Linked DNA regions of Sus scrofa: regions 1 and 2 are each linked to region 3. The links are chromatin contacts, called in public Hi-C and HiChIP or PLAC-seq maps. All regions are on one chromosome and are shown on one strand. Each heading gives the region's core, a stretch centred on a gene start, on an enhancer-like site or on the middle of the called end of the contact. The rest is flanking DNA. Distances are from core to core; before and after follow the strand shown.

Region 1 (4,758 bases), core at 1,234-3,733, 92 kb before region 3:
TGCTATCTATTGAGGCCCTTGTCTGTGCCGTCCAAAGTGGTTCTCAAAGTGTGGTTCCTGGACCAGCAGCATCAGTATCACCTGGGAATGCAAATTCTTGGGCTCCAGTGCCAGACCTACTCCATCACAAACTCTGGGGTCAAGGCCCAGAAACCTGGGTTGTAAGAAGCCTTCCAGGTGCTACTGATGCACAGATAAAGTTCGAGAACCACTTGGTTAATCCTTAAAAGCTGTGATAGTAGTGAATACCAATTAAGCCGTCGACCTGTCAGGCAGTGCTTTAAGAGCTTTCCTTCAATAACTCAGTCTAACCTTCAAAACAACCCTATGACACAACCATTATTTTAATTATCCCCATCTTACAGTTGTGGAAACGGAGGCACAGAAAGACCAGATCCCCTGCCCAAGGTTCAACAGGCAGATTGCTCCCAGAAACCTCTTCCTTAACTATTACACTAAACTGCCACAATAGTGATCTCTAACACACTCTAGCTTACTGCAGCCTTGGAAGGAAGAATTGATAGTGCTCCTTGACAGATGAGGAAAGGGAATTTAGAAAGGGAGGGTGACTTGTCCAAGGTCTCACAAGGAGGAAAGGGAGGGGCCAGGCATCCTGTGGTCTGTCCAGGGGATTTTGGGGTTTAACCTAGACTGCTGGGGATCAGGGCCCAGCGTGGGAGGAGGAGCAAGCTCAGCGAGCAGACCCAGCTGCAGCCTTGCCTGGGTGTGGCTCACACGTCACGCCTACGGCCAGCTGTCCCCTTCCCCACTATGGCTGCCAACCCGCCGTGACTGTGACCATCATCCACCCCAACCAGGAATCGTAAGGGTCTTCCCCTCCCCGGGCTCTGTGAAGACTTTTTTTTTTTTTTTTTTTTTTTTTTCCTTTTGCAGAAAGGGAAGCTGGACCGCCCAGAGAAGTGGCGGCTCAGGCTTAAAGTCACTCTCGAGCCTTCCCAGGTTCTCAGCCAGGCAGTTCTGCTATTTATCTGGGCATCCTCCCGGAGGGTTCGGTCCCCCCATCCGGCCACCTGTCATCCGCTTCCCCGACGGTCCCTTCCAGCTGCAGCCCAACCTTCCCCGCTCTCCACCCTGGGCTCCCTCCGCAGCCCGAAGACCGTCAGGCCAAGGTGACGAGCTGATGTCGCCCGATCCTGGGTCCGAGAAACTCACCTGGGCGCCCGTTCCTCCTCCGGTGGGCAGCCCGGGTCCTCGCAACTGGAGCGACCCCCCAGCTCGGCAGATCCCGGGGTGCCCGGGCGCCGGTGCCGCAGGGAAGAGAGAGTGACTTTGGAGAAGAGGCTGGGGCTGCGCTCCGAGGTGTTTCGGTGCGTTGTTTTTTGGGGGCCCCTCTTGGCTGAGCTGTCTGCGTCCCTCCCAATCGCCCAGAGTTGCGCCCGGGCTAGGACCTGGGACGCCTTGGCGCCCACAGACCATCTGGGCGCTTTAGCCGCGCCCGGAGTGGTGCTAACCCCGCCCCCGAGTATCCTAAACCCGCCCCCGAAGATTCTAACCCGACCCGGGTTATTCTAATCTCCGTCCCCACCTCCCCAAAATCCTAATCCCACCAAGTAGGAAATTATTTTTAAACCCCGCCCATCCAAAACTTCTAACCCTGTCCCCAAGAATCCTAACCTCCTTCCAGAAGGATAACCCCGCCTCCAAGAATTTTAACCGGTCTCTCAAAGGTCATAACCCCCAGATAACCTAATGCCTTCTCTAATGTATTCGAATTCCATCTCCCAAAGCCCTAACCCCGTCCCAAAGGATTCTAAACCCCGCCCTCCCCAGAACCCCAACACCCCATCTCCTCCCAAGGTCTTAATTCTGCCCTGAAGGATTTTGATTCTCACAGCGGAAGGAATTTTAACCTCGCCTACGGGAGGTTTCTAGTTCTGCCCCCAGGATTTTAATCCCGGCCAACCAAAGGCTTCTAAAAAAGATTCTAACCCAGGCCTCAAGATTTATGACCCTAATCCTAAAGATTCTAATCTCTCTCTTAGGTGATCCTAACCTGTTCCCACAGGATTTTTTTTTTTTTTTTTTCTTTTTAGGGCCGCACCCCGCGGCACATGGAAGTTCCCAGGCTAGGGGTCAAATCGGAGCTACAGCTGTCGACCTACGCCACAGCCAAAGCAACTCGGGATCCGAGCCTCGTCTGCGACCTATACCACAGCTGACCGTAATGCTGGATCCTTAATCCACAGAGCGAGGCCAGAGATCGAACCCCTATCGTCATGATACTAATCGGTTCTTAACCCGCTGGGCTACATCAGGAACTCCCTCACAGGATTTTAATACCCTTTAAACGCCCGACCCCCCCCTTCCAGATTCTCATCGACCCATTCAAAGATTCCATTCCTGACCTCCAGGATTTCTGATCCCACCTATTAAAGGATTCTAAACCGATTCCGGAGGATCTTCACCCCACTGTCGTCATTCGTACAGGATTCTAAATCCACTCCCCCTCCTCCAAGCATTTCGACCTGTTTCCCCACCATTCCAAACCCCTCCTTCTAGCCCAGGCCCCTCCCCCAGGCCGGGTCCTAAGCCTTCCCATCCCTTCTGTGGTCTGCGGTTTCCGCTCTGCAGGCCCCTCGCTATTCAAATCCATGCAAAGTGCCCTGCCCGCAGGAACCAGCCTAGCTCACTCCTTGTCGGTTTCCGGGTAGCTCAGAGGAGTTCCAAAACTGAGTGACGGCAAGTGGAGGCCGCACATGAAAGAGATGTGCCCAGCGCCAGGCAAGGGCACAGCATATCTCCACCTGGAAAGAGAAGGATTCTCACCCAAAATTCTGCTGAACACACCTCCAGAATCCTACTGCGTCTCTGTAGTCCCACTGCTCCTAGCCAGTTCAGGCCACCTTCATCTCTCATTCATTCATTCAGCAATACTGTGCTGGGCTCTGGGCTACACAGGGCTTCTCAACCATGGCACTGGTGACCTTTAGGTCCTGAAATTCTTTGTCTTGGGGGCTGTCCTGTGCATAGTAGGATATTGAAAAGAATTCCTGAATTTCATCCACTAGATGTTAGTAGCAAACCCTCTTCCCCATTCGTGACAGCTAAAAATGTATCCAGACATAACCAAATATCTGAGGAGGGGTGGGAAGGGAGAACAGAAACTTGAATGAGAAAGATAATAACCCTGTTCTTATGTGTTTGGTGTGTGTACCTAAATACATGCCTGCACTTTTAAAAAGCAGATAATGTTTTGATTGTGTGCTTGATTTACTTGGGTGGTAGGTATTCAGTTTTGCCTTTTTTCCCCACTCTATCACTCGATACTGTTACTATCTAGCTATGCTGCCAAAGGTAGTTGTCTACATCCTCCATAGTCTATGTATCCATTCCCCTAGTCATGGATGCCCAGACGGCACACTACTTCACAGTACCATAAACACAGCTGCAATGGACCGCCTCATACGTGTCTCCTTATGAACCCATGTGAGAATTTCATAAAGAATTGCTTGACCAAGAATGCTTACGTAATGGCTGCTGCCTGGATTCCTCTCCCACCACTTCCCCATATCTTTTTTTTTTTTTCCCCTGCTTTTTAGGGCTGCACCCACCACATATGGTGGTTCCCAGGCTAGGTGTCCAATCAGAGCTGCAGCTGCCAGCCTACGCCACAGCCACAGCAACTCAGAATCTGAGTCGCTGTCTGGGATCTACACCACAGTTTATGGCAACGCCGGATCTTTATCCCACTGAGCAAGGCCAGGGATGGAACCTGCGTCCTCATGGATACTAGTCAGATTGTTTCCACTGAGCCACAGTGGTCACTTCCCCATATCTTGATTGACCCTTGACACCATCTACTGGTCTTAATTTGAATTCCCAAGAAGCAGACCTTAGACATGGATTCAAGTGAATGTTGATTATTTGGAAGATACAAAAATCACTAGTAAGGACGTAAATGATTGAGACAGGGCAAGAGAAGGAAGCCAGTTAAGAGAGTATCATCAAGCTCCAACCGTGGGCTCCTAGAGCTCAATCCCATTGGGGAGCAAACACTGCAGACAGTGTGCTATGCCCACTTCAGAGTTTTCCCACCCGAGACATGAGGGAGGTGGGGCATTTATATACCAACTCCTGGCAGACATTGGATGAGGGTGCTCCTCCCAGTGGGGGAGGGTATTAATACTCCAGCATTTCTGGCTTGCCCCGTCTATGCTCCAGCCACCAGAAAGAGCCCCTAGGACGAGAGAAGCAGGTTCTGGGAGCATGAGGGAGTCATGGTGGCATTAGCTACATCTTCTTCCACAAGTATGCCATTCAGATGGCAAAGGACCACTGAGAGCTGAAACATTCTCCTGTTGACAGCCAGTTTCCCCAGTTTTTTTGTTGTTAAAGTAATGCTGCAATAAAAATTCTTGTATGTATTCCCAAAGCCCCTATCAAGTTTATTGCAGTATAATTTTATAAATAAAATGCATCCTTTAAAACATTCAGCTTGATGAGTTTTGGCAATTGTATACATCTGTGTCCCCACCACCCTAATCAAGATATAGAACATTTCTGGAGTTCCTGTCATGGCTCAGTGCTTAACGAACGCAACTAGCAAACGATGAGGACTCGGGTTCAATCCCCAGCCTCACTCAGTGGGTTACCCATTTTCTTAGGTAACAACTGATTGGCTTTTTGCTGTTAGAGAGTAGCTTTGTCTTTTCTAGAATTTCACATAAATGCAGGCATAGGGTATATTTCTTTTTTTGATCTGTCTTCTTTTTACTCACATATTGCTTTTGAGTGTCC
Region 2 (4,371 bases), core at 695-3,194, 100 kb after region 3:
CCTGGCATTTGAGGCTTCTGTCAACTTCTCTAGATTGATTTCCTGCCTCATCATATGCAAAAGCCCCACTGGGATGACAAGCTTGTTCTCAGCTCCCTGGAGCAGCCTAGAACACCCCCTTCTCTCTTTCTGGAAGAGGCCTCCTCCTCATTTGCTCTAAGCATGGAAGTCACTCCCCCTGGAGAGGAGAGACCAGGACCTAGTGGCTTCTGCCATGCCCTTCCAGCTCCACCATAAGCCCCAGCCTCCCACCGCCGGGGTCCCAGAGGCTGTGAACTCTCTGAGGGCCGAGACCATGACTAATTCATCTCCAGTCTCTGGCTTAGGGCCAGGCCCAGAAAAGGGGCTCAACAAATAGGGATCGGATGTGTCTGAAGTCAGACCGCCTGCTTTGCCATCCCACCCCAGTACTGACTGGCTGGGAACCCACAGCCTTGTCCATAGAGTCCTTGTGCCGCAGTTTCCTCATCTGAGAACTGCTGGTAATGAAATACCCAGTCACGGGGTGGGGATGAAACGAATGTACACATGGGAGTCCCTGGGTGCAGGGCTTTGTGCTCCATAAATAACACGGGCGAGAGTGAAGGAAGGAACAGGTGTGCGGGCAACTGCACAAGCGGGAGCTCGGTCCAGGTGGGCACATCCTTCAGGATGGCCCTGGCCACTTCATACCGTCGGGGCAGCCCTGTCGCTGGTTGAATCTTTTCCCACAGCTGCCCTGCTGGGTCCAAGGTGGCCGGTGGAATTTGAGGCCACTGGACGCCGACAGGAAAAGGCAGCGTCACCAGCCCTGGTGTAATCCAAACCAGATGCGGCCTCAGACCCATGGGGGTGGTCACTGTGGGCCTGGCCAAGGCCCAGAGGCAGGAAATAGTCTTGGAGGAACGCGCTCTGGGCTGGGGCTGGGACCAGTCGGGAGGAGCTGGCCCGTTGAGGGCATTAACTCTTCTCAGCCCGTGAGGGGGGCCCCGGGTGCTGTGCGGGAGAAGCTCGTGGCCCTGGGCTCCTGGGGGTACCGAGCAACTTGCAGGGAAGATCACAGCATGGCGGTTGTGCCAGACACCATGCAGGGGGAGCCCACGACACAGGCACCGCGGTGGGCAGGGCCCACCAAGCAAGGGGCAGGGCATGGCTGTTGTCTGTCATCCAGGACTTGCGGAACGGCAGACCCAGACCCAGAGCTTTAGTCCTGGCTCTGGCCCCCGCTGGCCAGCCCACAGGAGCATGGACCACTCCCTCATTACGGCAGCTCTGAGGTTGCTGGGCCTGGGCGCTCTAGTGAAGGTCACGGGCCTGGGCCCCTGCCTGCGGCGGGACTGAGACTCAGTCCTTCGCCAGCGGCTGCCACCCAAGCTTCCTCCTGGGCAAGCTCTGTGGCCCTCAGGGAGCAAAATCTCTCTGAAACCCCATCATTTCCCCATCCATATCGTCAAGTCCCCATCCTTCCCCTCCAGGAACAAGGGGAGGCCCAAAGGAGGCACCGGATGAGTCCAAAAGAACTGTCTAAGATGTGCTCCCAGGAGGGGATAGAGACAGAGGCCATGGTCAGCCCCGTTCCCTGGTTCTGAGTGGGCTTCCTTCCCAGGACATGTTAATTGGCTGTGTGGCCTTGGGCAGGTCCCTTTCCCTCTCTGAACCTGTTTCCTCACCTCGGAAATATGGTGAATGAGCTCCCTGTCCCAGCGCTCGATTGTCATAAAGGCCCTCATAGAGGAGCATTAGAGGACAGTTGTCATCTGCGTGTGACAGAGGAGGAAACTGAGGCTTGAACGGGGAGTCCAGAGTCCCGGGTTCTAGTCCCAGCTGTCACTGCGGAGGAGACGTTTCGTTTTGGCCTCGGTTTCCCCAGCTGGAGCCGGGCCCTGGTTCTCTGCACTGGCTGGACCTCATTTCCTCACCCCTCCACTATGGCCATGACTCATCTCTCATCATCACGCTGTGTGGCCGAGGCTCAGGCTGGGCGGGGGCCAGCAAGGCTGAGAGAACTCAGAGGAAACCACAGGCCTGGCCCAGCTGGCAGGTGGCGGGCGGGCAGGCGGGCGGACAGGCAGGCAGGGAGCCACGGCCCAGGGGGCCTTGCCCATGAGCACATCTCCCACCAGGAGCCCCAGCCAGGCTCCCCAGGCCCCCCAACAAGCTCCAGTAGGCTCAGCCCCTCAAAGTCCCCCATACCCTGCCCCATGTGGCACCTGTTGCCGGGGGAACTCCATACCCATCTGCTGAAACAGAGCAGGAGTGGGAGTGAGGACCCCGCCTCGCCCTCCAGGCCAGTGATCAGGGAGGCAGGCAGAGAGGGATGAAGGCTGAAGGTCTCTCTGTCCAAGAGTACTCGGAGGCAGACAGGGTCGCTGTTAAGAGCAGGGGCTCTGGGTCCAGACTGTCTGAGTACAAATCCTGGCTCTGCCGCAGATGAGCTGCGGGACTCGGAGCGAGTGGCGTCACTTCCCTGAGGCTTGGCTTCCTCGTGGGAGAAATGGACGTAACTCAAGTGCCCACGGTGCCATCACGTGAACGGCCGATGTGATCGCAAACGCACAGAGCTGGGCCAGGGCGGGCACCCAGTAGGCGCTCCGTGCATGTGAACTGCTGTGAACCTCAGCAGGCGGATCAGCAGGCGGACAGGGTGCCCCCGTTGGGCCGGTCCCACTTCTGACTCAGTTGTCCTCACGGTCAGAAAGGCTGCACCCTGTCAGGGTTAAGCTCCCTTGCCCTCTGGGTGGAGCCCCTCCCCTGCACGGCAGGCCTGGGCGAGGCCGGCTGGGGCCTGTCAGGAAAACCAGAGGACAGCTCTCTCCCCCAGGCCTCCCAGGAGACCCCCGTCACTGCAGGGCCCAACTTCTGGCTCGACCTGGGGGCCAAGCTTCTGCTTCCCCCTTGTGCTGGTGAGAGGTCCGTGGGCCCATGGGCAGAGCCTTGCTCTGGGAGAGAGAAGATTTCAAGCCCCAGCTTCCAATTTGTTGAAAAGCCTTCAAGTTCCTTCCCCTCATAAGCCTCAGTTTCCCCCTCTGTAAAACAGGAACTATATCTACCTCACAACCTTGCTGTGGGGGGTCAATGAGTTGTACATACGAGCGTTGAAATAGAGCCTGCATCCAGCAATCGCCCATAAATTCTGGCTGGTGTGGGGACCTCCAGCTCACAAATGGACAAACTGAGGCACAAAGCGGGGGACCACTTGCCCAGATCACACGCTGGGCAGTCTGGCTTCTGAGGCCGCGTCGGTAGCACCAAGGGCTGCTCAAATGCCTGCCCCCTTTGGAGTTCCCATTGTGGCTCAGCAGTAACGAGCCCAACCAGTGTCCATGAGGACGCAGGTTCAATCCCTGGTCCCCCGCACTGGGTTAAGGATCCAGTGTTGCCGTGAGCTGTGGTGTGGATCCCTGACGTGTCTCGGGTCCCCGCCTTGCTGAGGCTGCGGTGTAGGCCGGCGGCTGCAGCTCCAATTTGACACCTAACCTGGGAACCTCCATATGCCACAAGTGTGGCCCTCAAGAGCAATAATAATAATAATAATAATAATAATAAAGCCCCTGGCCCCACGGTAGTCCTCCACCTGTGACTGTCCCCAAGTGCACACACAGAGAGGGAAGGAGGCCACTTCCAACCTGTACATTTATTTACAAGGCACAAGCTGAGAGCAGGTTGGGGGCTGCCTGACGGCCCTCCCCCTCCTCCTGGGCCGCGGCTGACCCTGGGGAGGGGGCCCGGAGTGCCTGGCTTGGGCCGGCTTGGCCCTCAGGCAAGCTCGGGGGTGGTCTCCCCTGTCCCCTAGGCCTCGCCCCTCCCCCTCCGCCAGGCCTGGGCAGGGCGTCCTCTCTCTCAGGCGGAGTTCCTGTGTGTTGGTGGTCGCAAGGAAGGTGGGCGGGGGGCCGGGCCCAGCCAGATGGTGTGTGCCGGGCCTTATCTGTTGGGATTGGGGAGGCGGGTGGGGGCACAGAGGTCCTCTTTCACAAAGCCTGCTCTGTCTCCCCTGGCAGCTGGGCCTTGGGACTCGGCTGTGCTGCCTTCCTGCCCCACCAAGGGCCTCCCATCCACAAGGGCGGAAACCCCACACGCCAGGACCCCCAGCCCTCCCACTCCAGCTAGGAGCAAGCCCAGGCCAGGGATGCCCCAGGTGAGGCCAAGCAGGGGTCACCAGAGCAGCAGTTCCAGAAGGGGGAACCGGGCAGGAACAGCAGGGCCCATGGCATCTGGGCTGTGGCTGTGGGACTGGAGCCCTGTCTGGGGAGGCATTAGCAGGATGGAGTCAAGGCCACATCTGAGGCGGCTCACGTCGGGGAAGCAGTCACTGCGCGGGGGCATGGGGAGCCCCGAGCCTCCCAGCCTGGCGCAGCCTTGTCCTGGCCAGCCTGTCCCAGGGATCTGGCCCAT
Region 3 (4,787 bases), core at 1,441-3,940:
CTTCCTGCACATCTGTACAAATGCCACCTCTTCAAAGAAGCCCTCCTTGACCACCGTATCTCAAGTGGCCCCTTGTTTATTCACTCTCCACCTTGCCCTGCTCTGTGCTCCATGGCACTTATCACCCACTCCCTGACACATGATGTGTTTGCTTGTTCATGAGTTTATTGCCTGTCTGTGTCTCCATCAGAATTTTTTTTTTTTAAGGGCTGTACCCATGGCATATGGAAGTTCCCAGGCTAGGGGTCTCATCAGAGCTGCAGCTGCTGGCCTACACCACAGCCACAGCAATGCAGGATCCAAGCCACATCTTTGACCTATACCACAGCTCATGGCAATGCTGGATCCTTAACCCACGGAGCGGGGCCAGGGCTTGAACTTGAGTCTTCATGGATACTAGTTGGGTTTGTTACTGCTGAGCCACGACAGGAACTCCTCCCACCGGCCTTCTGAGAGCAAGGACCATGCCTGTTTTGCTCACAGTGGAATCCCTATAACAGGACCAGGGCAGTCAATAAATATCTGTGAAACAGATGGTGTGAAACCTAAGTGGTTCTGAAACAGGAGTCCTTCCAGGTCTGACTGGCTCAAAGTCTTAGATATGACCTCCTCCCCAACACTGCCAGCAGGCAGGGGTGCCCTCTAAGGGCCAGTCACAGCCAAGAAGCTGCCAATTTGGGTGCCTCCCTCCACCCTGCCCCATCCATGCCCATCTGGCAGGGGTCAGGGGTCAGTCTGGGCCCCAAGATGGAGGAGACTCAGTCCTGGGTTCCAGGCCCAAGGGATGACTGGTGGGCTCCGTTTCTCCTGTGGCTAATACTCCACCTTCCTTCACAGGGCCTGTGTCTGCATTTCTGAACCAGAAGGTGTTTATACAAAACATCCTGGCTTTGGTGACAAATTCACCCTCAATGAGGAATCCTTAATGAGTCTCCTTCTTTCCCCATGCCAGGTGGCTGCAGGGAAAAATAGCTCTGCCTCTGGCAGTCAAAGGAAGCCAAAGGCCAGGCAAAGATTGGGTGCTCCTGGGACTTCCAGGGCCACAGTTTGGGGAAGAGCCTTTTTTTCAGGGTCTAGAGACAGCAGTGGTCTAGAAGCCAGTGCACTCCTGGACCCATGCTGGCTCCTGACTTGCTGTGGACAAGGCATCACCCTTCTCCTGGCCTCCGTCAGCAGCTGTGAAATGGGACAGTAATAACTTGTCTATACAAAGGTCATTGTGAAATTCAAATAAGGCAAAGGTTATGAAAGGGCTTGGTTACAGTGGCCAAAAGGAGAGAAATAAAAGCTGGACTCAGGGAGAAAGGAGGTCAGAATTATAGTATCAGGTCTGCTGTTGACCTTTTAAAGTCCTCGCCGCTCTCCGATCCTTGATTTTTCCAGCCATGCAGTGAGGGGTTTGGGCATGAAGATTTCTAGGGAACCCTCTGGTTCTGAAGGGTAGCCACTTTCCACCTGCCCCCCTCTTCTTGGAGGTCCTCCCAGATCCCACGGCCCACACGGGTTCACTTTCCAGCACTTACACAACTTCTTTTCTGAGCTGGCACTTAATCGCTCACGGCCCATGGTTTTCTAACCCCTTCCTTGGGTGTAGGTCAGCTATTGCAGACACTGGGCCCAATACAAGGGCTCAGTGAATGTGGGAATCAAACTCAATTTAAAAAGATTCCTGAAGTTCCCATTGTGGCTTAGCAGAAACGAATCTGACTAGTATTCATGAGGATGCAGGTTCGACCCCTGGCCTCACTCAGTGGGTTAAGGATCTGGCATTGCCATGAGGCTGTGGTATAGGTCGCAGACATCGGCTCGGATCTGGTGTTGCTGTGGCTCTGGTGTAGGCCAGCTGGTACAGCTCTGGATTTGACCCCAAGCCTGGGAACCTCTATATGCTGTGGCTGCAGCCCTAAAAAGACCCCCTCAAAAAATTTAAATTAAATTTTAAAAAGTAAAAAGATTCCTGCCTCCTTCTAGTCCTGAAGAAAGACAATAAGGGGGATTTTTATTCACTCCATTTTATAAATTGGAAAGTGAAGATGTCACACTGTCAGAGTTCCTTGATGGCACAGTGGGTTAAGGATCTGGCGTTGTCACTGCTTTGTCTTGTGTCACAGCTATGGTGTGGGTTTGAGCCCAAGCCTGGGTGACTTCTGCATGCCGTGAGTTCCGCCAAACCCCCCGCCCCAAACCACAATGTCACATGGGCCTCTTCCGTATTCCTCAAGCAGAGGAAGAATTATTTGATTTCTCTGAAGCCTTATCACTGCCTGCCATATTATATAATTATTTGTTTTGTCATTAATTGTCCATGTTTCCCACTAGGATGAAGCTTCATGAGGGCAGGGCCTTTGTTTTGCTCACAGTTGCCTCCTCAGTACCTATAACTCCTTGGCACAGAGTAGATGCTCAAGAATTATACGAAGGGAGGGAGTGGTTAGGAGGCATCATAGCGTATACAGCAGAAACTGGCACAACACTGTAAGTCAACTATAATCTAAAAAAAATTTTTTAATGAAGTAAAAAAAAAAAAAGAGCAGCAGCATAGCCGACTATGTTCCCTTGGCCTGCAGGGGGCGCTCTAACCCTGCCTCCAAAGCTAGACCCCGCCTCTCGCGTTCCGCTAACGCGCTTTCGTTGGAGCCTGCGCGCCACCGTTCTTCTTTCAATTGCGCGTGCGCGCCGGAAGCCCCGTCAGAGCTGCGCGTGCGCAGGCAAAGCAAGAAGCGAGCTGTGGCGGAGCTTGTTAGAGTCGCGGCAGAGCAGAGTCGGGGCTGGAGCGCACTATGCTGTCACCCGAAGCGGAGCGGGTGCTGCGGTACCTGGTGGAGGTGGAGGAGCTCGCCGAAGAGGTTCTGGCGGACAAACGGCAGGTAGGAGGCTGATCCGCGAGGCTGGGACCCGGGTTCGGAGGTTGGGGCCTGGTGGCGAGCGCCTAGTGAAGCGCAAGGTGCGGAATCGCTCCAGCTCAGGCTCTCCAGGAGGTGACCTAGGCTTTTAGGCCAATGGCCGTGACGACAGGCTGGGCGGCTGTGAGATTATGTGGGTTAAATGAAGCGCCGCGCTTCATTCTGCATGTATTACACGGGGGCCTCTCTGTGCCAGGCATTCCGTCTCTTCCATCCTTTCTCTGCTCCCTTGCCCTACCTTCCCGATCCCGATCTACTCACCCCTTTGGGCATTTGATTGATCTGAACCCCTCTTTCAAAATGCGGTTCCTGGGCTCCCTCCCTGAGCTGGGCTGCACCGCCCCAGTTCACACTCTGAGTGGAGAAGAGAAACAGAAAAGAGGCCTGAGTGGTCTTGGGATCACGCAGGGATGGGGATGTGGGAGGAGTGTGGGGCCCTGGCCTTGGAAGGCCATGCAAACCTGCACTGGGAGTCTGGGTTTGGTACTAATAAAGATGCAGAGGCTTTGAAAAGAGTTCATGGGGAGAAGGAGAGTGATGTAATGGATTTAGGGTTTGAAAGATCCCTTTGGCTGCTCTGTAGAGAAGAGAATATGAGGGGCCAGGCACTCTGTAGAGAAGAGAATATGAGGGGCCATTGCCATGGGTGGGGTGAGGGATGGCTTTGAGCCAAGGTGGTGGTGTTGGGTCAGAAATATATTTTGGAGATGGACTTAGGCTTCCATGATCGTTAGGTATAGGGGTGAGGGAGTGGGAGAAATCAAGAAAGATTCATGACTCTTCATCTCCAGTTAGAAAGATTGAATGGTTGCTCCCTCAGGTAGTGAGAATGGGAAGACTTGGGGAAGAGCCTGTCAAACACTGCCTCAAGGTATGCTGGATGGTAAATAGCAGTTTAAAGTTTATTGGGTCCTTACTGTGGGTCAAGTACTGTGCTGACCTACTTAGTTCCTGGATTCATAACCGATGAGGTGTGTACTGTTCCTATCTCCATTTTTCAGAGAAGTGAAATAACACAGCTTAGAGTGGGCAGCATGAATCAAACCTGAGTATTCAGCTCCTTCAGGCAGTGTACTGTACCACCTCCTCACTTCCTTGGTAGCTATTGTGCTGTTATCCCCATCTCAGTGCCCCCACTCTGCTGTTCTGGTGTAATATTGCTGGGTTTCTTGTGGTACTAGGTGAGAATCAGCTGGAGGAGCTTGTCCAGGGAGTGGTTTTCACTCCCCTGGTGATTCTGAAATGCCCTAAAGTTTAAGAACTGGTGCTCCAGTGGATAATAAAAAAACAAATTGTTTGGTCCTGAAACATTTTTCCTGGGAAGACACCTGCACAAAGCATTGTCTTGAAGGAGCTGGCAGCTAAGTGGGGGAAGGAATACCTTCACACAGCAGGGCATTGGAATTAACCTAGCAGGGATGCCCTGGTTTTGTTTCTGTTCGGTTTTAACAGCTCTGGTCTGTTGGGAGTACAGGCCCGGGTAAGAGGTGTCTGAGTTCCCTCATGCCCCTGTGCTTTTCAGATTGTGGACCTGGACACCAAAAGGAATCGGAACCGGGAGGGCCTGAGAGCCCTGCAGAAGGATCTCAGCCTCTCTGGTAAGCCAAGACTTCCTCACTGCAGCCCAGGAGGCCTGTTCACTTCTCCTTCTAAGGCCTTTGACTTACCCCTGATAGAGACCAGGCAGGAGGCCAGAGGTGTGTGCACAGCCCATGGAGATGGGGAGACAGTATCCCAGTTCAGACCTGGACTGTGGCTCAGGATTTTAGCCACTCACCTCAGAGACAGGTTGTTAGCTGCTGGCTTATGAGTGACGGCACCAGGAAAAGCGCTGGGGGCTATAAAAATAGTACAGTTTCTGCCCTTGTGCATGCACCTAAAGAT

The links. Hi-C and Micro-C count contacts between places; a contact is called where the count stands out from the background. HiChIP or PLAC-seq counts read pairs in DNA pulled down with a chosen protein or histone mark.
Region 1: a contact with region 3 is called in an H3K27ac HiChIP or PLAC-seq map of alveolar macrophages. The contact joins the promoter of HCK here to the promoter of PDRG1 in region 3. A contact is called at or near these places in 3 of 47 Hi-C or Micro-C datasets (fetal heart ventricle, psoas muscle and skeletal muscle) and 1 of 2 datasets of contacts at active chromatin or transcription factors (alveolar macrophages).
Region 2: a contact with region 3 is called in a Hi-C map of omental adipose tissue, with 1.8 times the contacts expected there. The contact joins the enhancer-like site here to the promoter of PDRG1 in region 3. A contact is called at or near these places in 1 of 5 promoter capture datasets (liver), 23 of 47 Hi-C or Micro-C datasets (alveolar macrophages, blood, embryonic fibroblasts and 13 more) and 2 of 2 datasets of contacts at active chromatin or transcription factors (alveolar macrophages and skeletal muscle).

Annotation. Positions count from the first base shown.
Region 1 is chr17:35,706,274-35,711,031 of Sscrofa11.1, reverse strand. It overlaps HCK (tyrosine-protein kinase HCK), which reads right to left and starts at 2,483. Exons shown (of 13, transcript XM_021078145.1): 1 at 2,388-2,483.
Region 2 is chr17:35,512,319-35,516,689 of Sscrofa11.1, reverse strand. MYLK2 (myosin light chain kinase 2, skeletal/cardiac muscle) reads right to left here. Exons shown (of 12, transcript XM_013985219.2): 12 at 3,594-4,371. Among named protein-coding and RNA genes, the nearest start is that of MYLK2, 15 kb to the right of the region's middle. Within about 2 kb of position 1,944, at least 33 of the 83 cell types and tissues checked have an H3K27ac peak or open chromatin away from gene starts, as enhancers often do. A contact at or near this core is called in alveolar macrophages, embryonic fibroblasts, fetal liver and 4 more, where this site is marked.
Region 3 is chr17:35,613,970-35,618,756 of Sscrofa11.1, reverse strand. It overlaps PDRG1 (p53 and DNA damage-regulated protein 1), which reads left to right and starts at 2,690. Exons shown (of 5, transcript XM_003483933.4): 1 at 2,690-2,867; 2 at 4,426-4,501. The coding sequence starts at 2,781.